Regions from separate parts of the Zea mays genome. Here region 1 is linked to region 2. A link is a contact called in public Hi-C data. All regions are on one chromosome and are shown on one strand. Each heading gives the region's core, a stretch centred on a gene start, on an enhancer-like site or on the middle of the called end of the contact. The rest is flanking DNA. Distances are from core to core; before and after follow the strand shown.

The links. Hi-C and Micro-C count contacts between places; a contact is called where the count stands out from the background.
Region 1: a contact with region 2 is called in a Hi-C map of leaf, with 4 times the contacts expected there. The contact joins the promoter of LOC103651631 here to the promoter of LOC100192109 in region 2. A contact is called at or near these places in 2 of 25 Hi-C or Micro-C datasets (both in leaf).

The regions. Positions count from the first base shown.
Region 1 is chr3:233,216,012-233,219,728 of Zm-B73-REFERENCE-NAM-5.0, reverse strand. LOC103651631 (F-box protein At4g22280) reads right to left here and starts at 1,348. Exons shown (of 3, transcript XM_008677298.3): 1 at 137-1,348; 2 at 1-48. The coding sequence starts at 1,084. It overlaps LOC103651632 (a long non-coding RNA gene), which reads left to right and starts at 1,539. Exons shown (of 2, transcript XR_564866.3): 1 at 1,539-1,805; 2 at 3,677-3,717.
Region 2 is chr3:232,972,513-232,976,333 of Zm-B73-REFERENCE-NAM-5.0, reverse strand. LOC100192109 reads left to right here and starts at 1,803. Exons shown (of 11, transcript NM_001360697.1): 1 at 1,803-2,321; 2 at 2,541-2,608; 3 at 2,717-2,745; 4 at 2,856-3,052; 5 at 3,171-3,521; 6 at 3,648-3,764. The coding sequence starts at 2,019.

The sequences.
Region 1 (3,717 bases), core at 99-2,598, 240 kb before region 2:
GGGTAGTGCAGCCGTTTCATTCAATAAATTTGTGTATGCCTCTGTTCCCTGCCAGGATGAGAAATAATGTGATAACAAGATCAGAAGGCAAAACAGTTGTTTTTCCAGAAAAAATATATGGCTTCTACCAACGCACCTTAATATTGAGGAGGTTCAGCTTCAGCTTCAGCACATCAACTTCATCGAATTGACGCATCAGGGAAGCGGATACACACTTTGAGCCCAAGTGTAGCAGGCGGAGGTGACGGGCAGCATTGGCAAAGTGGTGGCACAGAGGGTTGTAGCCAGTGTCATTGTCCCAACTTACCACGGAGAGCTTTGGGGCAGAGATATGTGCCTTAGTGGCATCACATACGGCCAGCACTTCAAGCTTAGGGGCCATGACTTCTAGCTTCTGGGTGTTTTGGACGTTGAATGAGAGGGACTGAAGCGAGTTGGAGTGTATGGACACGTTGGAAGCAGCAGCCAGCCTGACGAAAAGGTACAGATTCCTCAGGAGCGGGCACTGCTCGGACACAAGGTTGCCAAGCTCGCTGCCTGCCATGGTGGCGCAGCTTATGTGCAGGTCGGTCAGCGACATGAACGAGCCCGCCGGACAGAGGCGGAGGCTCCATCGTCGCTCGAGCGAGAGGGTGATTCTCGTCGCTCCATCGCACACGGGAAGCTCGAGCTCCTCTTTGATGGGCTTAGACAAGAAGAATTTCTTCTGGGATGGCACTTGGATATGGATATCCCCCACCCGGCGCTGCGAGGCGAAGCGTAGCCACGGGACGAGGCGGCACGCATGGACTCGAAGGCCATGGCAGTACATGGCCACCTCAAGGCGGTGGACGGCCGGGGCGGAGCAGGCGTCGAGGACGGCGTCGACGAAGTCCAGGAACGTCGCCCCCGGCTGCTCGTCGCATGTGCCGAGGCGGAGCTCGGGCAGGCGGGCCCAGACGTGGCGCCAGCGGCGGGAGAGCACGCTGGTGCGCGCGGCGGCGCGAATGGATCCGATGCGGAGGAGGATTGAGAAGAGGAGGTCGTCGGGTAGGCTGCTGATGCGGTCGCCCGCGTCATGGTCATGGCGGCCGCCTTCTTCCATATGGAGCGGACGGGACTCGATCGACGGAATGGATTAGTCGGATCTCTAAAGAAGGTTTCTAGAAAATTTGCAAGTACCTGACACTGACAGATGACGAAAACATGGATGGCCTGTTTAGCAAATCCTTCGCATGATTTGATGGCGAGAGGGCAGGAATTTTGAGCTGCGCCGCTGCGGAACTCCGCGCGAGGTGGATGAAGAGGAGAGACACGGTGGCGGCAGCTTATGTGCAGGTCGGATGGGGAAAGTAGTCACTCACGTGTAATGGGCTGAGTAGGCCGAACAAATGACAGCCCAAATACCTTCTGTTCCTTTAGGAAAAGGTCCTTCTCACGTATGGTCCAATTTACCTCCAGAAAACCATATTTCCAAACCATCACACTGATGGGACACTGGAATTCCTCCTACCCACTTGATCACGAATCAATGGCTCACCTTCGCGGAGCAATTCTTGAATCCCGTCACTCTACGTCAGTTCGTTTCACCATATCCGTTGGATGCTTCTTCATCGGACATCATCACCATTCGTCCTCTCCGCTAGACTTCACCCCCAAAAAAAAATACCGCTTTTCTTCGTCGTCGGGAACATTCTAGGCTCCGCACGAAGAGTCGTCTGGGGAAAAAATTCCGATCCCCACGACAGCAACACTGGTTCTCCGTTCTCCCTCCTCGTGCGCTCCGCAATGACTCCCGGATCCTCCCTCTTGTGCGCTCCGCAGAGGTCCCTCTCGCAGCCTCCCCCATATCACCTATTCTGCACTTCCGATTATTAATTATCAACAGTATAAGAGTATTTAGATCCAGCTAGCAGTAAAAATAAAAGAGTACCAGCAACCATAGATTTGGATATAAATACGGATACAAGTTATTCCATCTTTTTTTCCAGATTATGATATCCATGTTCTTCGTTTCTGATTACTTGACATAGATCAATGATGAGAACAGGGTAAATGAAATAGCATAAGGCTCTTTTTTTTGTTCACAAAAAATGAGAGGATTTAAAGAAGTATTTATCTTAAGAGAAAATGTCTATTCTATTGTTGGAATAATTTAGTAAATGAGACAAATGGAACTTCAATGTATCAAAACCTTGTTGTCACATTCGATACAATTGGCTGCTTAATATGCAACATTATGACTTCATTCCGATATGATTATTGGCCACGCTTTTACTTGGAAACGCATATGCTCAGTTACCAATTACCATAAAACGTATTAACTACATGAATCTTATATTACTATGCTACAATGCAGAATTATACGATAAATTTGCTTTTTTTTTTCTTTTGATGTCGCTACAACGCCTCTCTCTCTCTCTCTCTCTCTCTCTCTCTCTCTCTCTCTCTCTCCAGGTAAAAGCGGTTTTGTTCAATCAACTTAATTTGTTTTCCTTATAATATTCCATCGCTTATTTCTTTAACTCCATTGCTCCATTCCGCTTTTTTTGGTGAATACTAAACTTATGTGTTGTTATGGGATTCAGTTCCAGATAGACGACTAGGCATAACAAATTTCTAGAGGAAACAAGTTTCTGTAAGCAAATTGAACTTGAATTCAGAACGCCGAAGAAAGCCACTGAAGGTTTATATTTTTTTTCTTATGCAGCCAATTAGCTGATGCTTCTGTTAGTTTATTATTCCACAAGAATTTATGAATAATCCAAAGAACGTATACAATACATGTCAGCTTTCAAATCATAAGAATATCAATTTATTATTAATTTAGATATGCATATACAATATATGGAGAACTTTATTGATTTGTTGAATATGATATCCAGATAGTGTTGTTCTCACAACTTAATGACTCTACATATCTTCTTTGTAGACATCTATATTGGTCGAGAAGAGGTCCAAACACTATTTACTAACTGTTTATTATATGTTGCCCTCTAAATCTATATCCAAAATAAACAACTCTATAAGGCAGGAAAAAAGTGCTTGCCAGCAAGCTTGTCAATTGCAAACCTTGACAGAAATGTAGGAACTACCATTATCCGAGCTACAGGTTAACATAAGAAAAACCTGAGCAGTGATACCTGCTGCTATAAGGGATCCCCTGCCATAACAACAATTCATTATAAACATAGCCATTGAATGAATTAATCTGCACTGTTTTAGAAATTATTCTTTTTTAGACCTTTACCTAAATAATGATTCCATTTTGTCTTCATCCACATAATCCTAAATTCCTGACTGACCATATCACTACAATACAAGATTCCAACTAGGTGAGTCATGAGCGACCCTAATCTCTATTGCATTCACATCTAAAATTAAGTAGCAAACAAGAATAGCAACCTATCCCGTAGACCTATAGTTTGAGCATGATTATTGAGGTGATTATCAGTCTTCCTGGTTGAACTTGTTAGGCACCAGCTTGTTAGAACAATGTATTGCTGATTTAAACTGAGTTGTGTTATTTGTTTGATTTTGTTATATCAAAACGTCTCAAAAGTGTATGGGTGACAGGTCTTCATCCTTAGCATTCCACAATATGCTTAAGTGAAAGCTTAAATTACTAATGTTTGTTAGTTTCATTCATTGTATGCTTAATGTCATTCACTATATGTTTTTTCTTTTCATTTTGTAGTTGATATTGAGATAATGTCGTCGAGCAACCACAATCAGGGC
Region 2 (3,821 bases), core at 554-3,053:
ACAACGGTGTAACTAAATTGATATAGGAACCTTATTAATCTACATTAGCAACCATATTTATTCTAGGAGATGTAACTTCAAGAATCAGAAAATTTATTATATTTAGGGAACATGTTTCACAAGTAAAACACATGTTCAAATAAACTTTATTACTATTCGTTAAATAATAAAGAACTAGCTAAAGCTTTTTAATTTACAGGGGTCCGGATCCCTGCTCGGGGGCCAGTTTGTATACGTGGAGGCCTTAGGCCTTCCAGGGCGTCCAGATGTTCGGATTCTGTACACAGGGTCCCAGACCCACCCATAGAGTCTAGACTCATTGGTGAAGTCCCTGAACATATCGTCTCACTGGACACGTGGCAGCATCGGACATACCCATAAGGCAGGGATAGACACTGTTATGGAATCGGAGTGGTTGGCCACGTTGGAGTGTGCGAGTTGCGACTACATCTCCCGTTCGGGGTTGGCCTCGAGCTGCTCAGTTCCTCAGCACACGATTAGAGATAACCATGTGGGACCGGCGTTTTAATACATTAGTAAGGGGTACGTTAGTTCCGTGGTACCGATAGTAGACACTGTCTTCTTTTTCGTATGCATTACGTTATAAGTTGCATCAAATATTTTATAACGTCCTTTTAAGGTTAGAAATTTGATAGCACAATCCAAACTTTATATGGACATAGTTTTGCGTATCAAAGAGAGATCGTACTGAAACCATTGTAGCCTGCAACTATGACTATGTTTAAGTAAGACTAATTCCAACCGATCTCCCTATATCCATGTTTTGTATTATATTTTACCGTATCCCTAATTAAAAAGATACCTATTATTATATACAGGGTGTCTCCAGCCCTTTCCCTATTCAACTTCCACACTACACTATAACCCAGTTCAATCGTTGAAGTTTTTTAAAAAAGTATTGTATTCGTATATCATTTGCTGACTTCACGAATGGTGGACCGTATCCGCGTCCCGTGCGCGTATTCGGGTAGGGGGGGGGGGGGGGGGGGGTGGCCGTCGCAATCGCGGCACTTGTGCAGTCCCGAGTGGCAAAACGTACATGCTCCTCCTCTCCCCGTCAAATCCAAGACGATTGCACGGCGGCAGTGGTCACGTACGGCGAAACATCTCGGTTGCGATCGAGTGGCATGATGGCCGGTCGTAAGCAAAGATTCGGACATGCGCCGCCACGTCGCGCACACAAAGAGTAACACGGCGCTAGCGCTAGGCACTCGTGGAAGCAGTGAAGAAGCGTGAAACGATCCCTCTCGGCGTCGGCGTCAGAGCAGGCAGCGTCCGTCCAGAGCCAGAGCGGCAACGGCACGAGGCTGCGCCGCATGCTGCATGCACGGCCGGCCCGCGTTCCGTGCGGCGGCACGCCAGCGGGGACGTGGAGTGGGAGGGGGCCAGGGGGAGCGGACGAAGCTTCCGCGAAGCTTCGCTGGACCCTGACGCGCCCCCCCGTCGCATCGCATCGCATCTCCAGCAGGCCATGACTGATTACTCCTTCCAGCGAGCGGCGCTGATGACTCTCTGTCTCTCTTGCATTTTCTTTTTGCATGATTAATTCATTCCTCTCCTCCTCTTGTTTACTACGTACGGTACGTATCTCTCGCAAACCGGCCAAACCTCTCATCAGTTAATCATCAACCGACCAATCATCAAGGCGCATTGGTCTTTAATTCCTATATTCCTATCGCTGCTGCTACTCCAGTCTCCAGCAGATAGATAGATCCCCCGTCCATCGGCAATCAAGCACAACACAATGATTAAATGAGAGCCTGGTTAATTTGATACCCATGGTTTCCAATCAATTCCAACAATAATTCATTCATTCGCCCACTGCCACACAGCGAGCGCGCTCTCAGGCTGGGCTGTACGTATATAGGTCGCCCACAGGCAGCCCAGTGACTCCACTCCACCCACGCCTCCACCACAGAGAGCCGCAGCAGACTCGCAAGGGGGTAGTGTTGTGTACTCTGCGCTGTGCGGACGGCGGCCGGCGGCCGGCGAAGGAGATGGATCGCCTGCCCGAGTCGACCCGGAGCATGAGGAAGTACGCGTCGGAGGCCGGCGGGCTGCGCGCGGCGCGGCAGGGCCCCCACGGGCGGTCGCTGACGGCGCGCACGGCGCACAGCATGTCCACGACGGCGCTGCGCACCAAGTCCAAGTCGGCCGCGTCGCTGCTGCGCAGGGTGCCCTTCGCGCCGCTCCGCCCCGTCCTCGCCAACCTGCAGGAGGTGTTCCTCGGCACCAAGCTCGCCGTGCTATTCCCCGCCGTGCCGCTCGCCATCGCCGCCCAGTGCGCGCACTTCGGCCAGGTAATCGATCAATCAATCCCTTACTCCAGCCACATCGATCCACTGGATCAAAACAGACCAGCAGCATGTGGCGCCTTGCTCCTCGCATTTATTCGTCCTATCCTGCACGCCGTGGGGTCTCTCTGTAGCCTGCGGACCACATGCGATCCATTCGTGTTAAAACCCGGTCGAAATTTGAATTGGAACTGCCTCGCTCACTCACTGTCACTGGCATGGCAGGTGTGGGTGTTTTCGCTCAGCCTACTCGGCCTCATCCCCCTCGCCGAGCGTGTCAGCTTCCTCACCGAGTAAGCCCCTATCTCTCTCTCTCTCTTTTCAGCCTTTTTAATTAATTTGCCTTATCTTCTTCAATCATGAGTGTTTTTATGTTCTCTTTGTCGTTCGTTCCTGTGCAGGCAGATCGCGATATACACCGGCCCCACCGGTAAGTCACGGGCGTCGTCAGTTCTTCAAGCCTACCACACGGCCGGCTTTTTTCCAAGCCTAACGCTAGCTTCTGCTGCTGTTCTGCTCTGCTGCATGGCGCGTGTGCAGTGGGCGGCCTCCTCAACGCGACGTGCGGCAACGCCACGGAGCTCATCATCGCGCTCTTCGCGCTCATGGAGGGCCAGATCGAGGTCGTCAAGTGCTCCCTCCTCGGCTCCGTCCTCTCCAACCTGCTGCTCGTGCTCGGCACGTCCCTCTTCTGCGGCGGCGTCGTCAACCTCGGCTCCGACCAGCCGTACGACAGGGTGCGTGCGTACAAACAACGAACGAGCGTCGTCAACCTCTTCTCCACACTGCATGAGCGCCATCGATCAGTAATAATGTGTATAATGCATGCGCGTGCGTATTATTATATATATGCAGACCCAAGCGGACGTCAGCACGGGCCTCCTCATCCTCGGCGTGCTGTGCCAGTCGCTGCCGCTCATGCTGCGCTACGCGGTGGGCGCCGGCGAGCACTCCGTCGCCGCGGCCACCACGGTGCTCGACCTCTCCCGCGCCTGCAGCGTCGTCATGCTGCTCGCCTACGTCGCCTACCTCTTCTTCCAGCTCAAGACGCACGCGCAGCTGTTCGAGCCGCAGGAGGTGGACGACGGCTGCGAGGCGGAAGAGGACGAGCAGGCCGTCATCGGCTTCGCCAGCGGACTCTTCTGGCTCGCCTTCAACACCGTGCTCATCGCCATCCTGTCCGAGTACGTGGTCGGCACCATCGAGGTACAGTACAATACAGTACAGTACATGCAGTTTATCTTTCTACTTCTACCACATCATCATTCGTTCGTTCCCTCTGTTCTTGTTAATTAATTAGTTAGTTAGCTAAGCTACCCTTGACCGTGCCAGCCTACCTCCAAGTCCTGGGGTTTGTCCGTCAGCTTCATCAGCATCATACTTCTACCCATCGTGGGGAACGCCGCGGAGCACGCCGGAGCAATCATTTTTGCTCTCAAGAACAAGCTGGTACTGTACCTAGCCTTCACACACCCAGACCCAGGCCAACCCGGATTATTCCTCCTG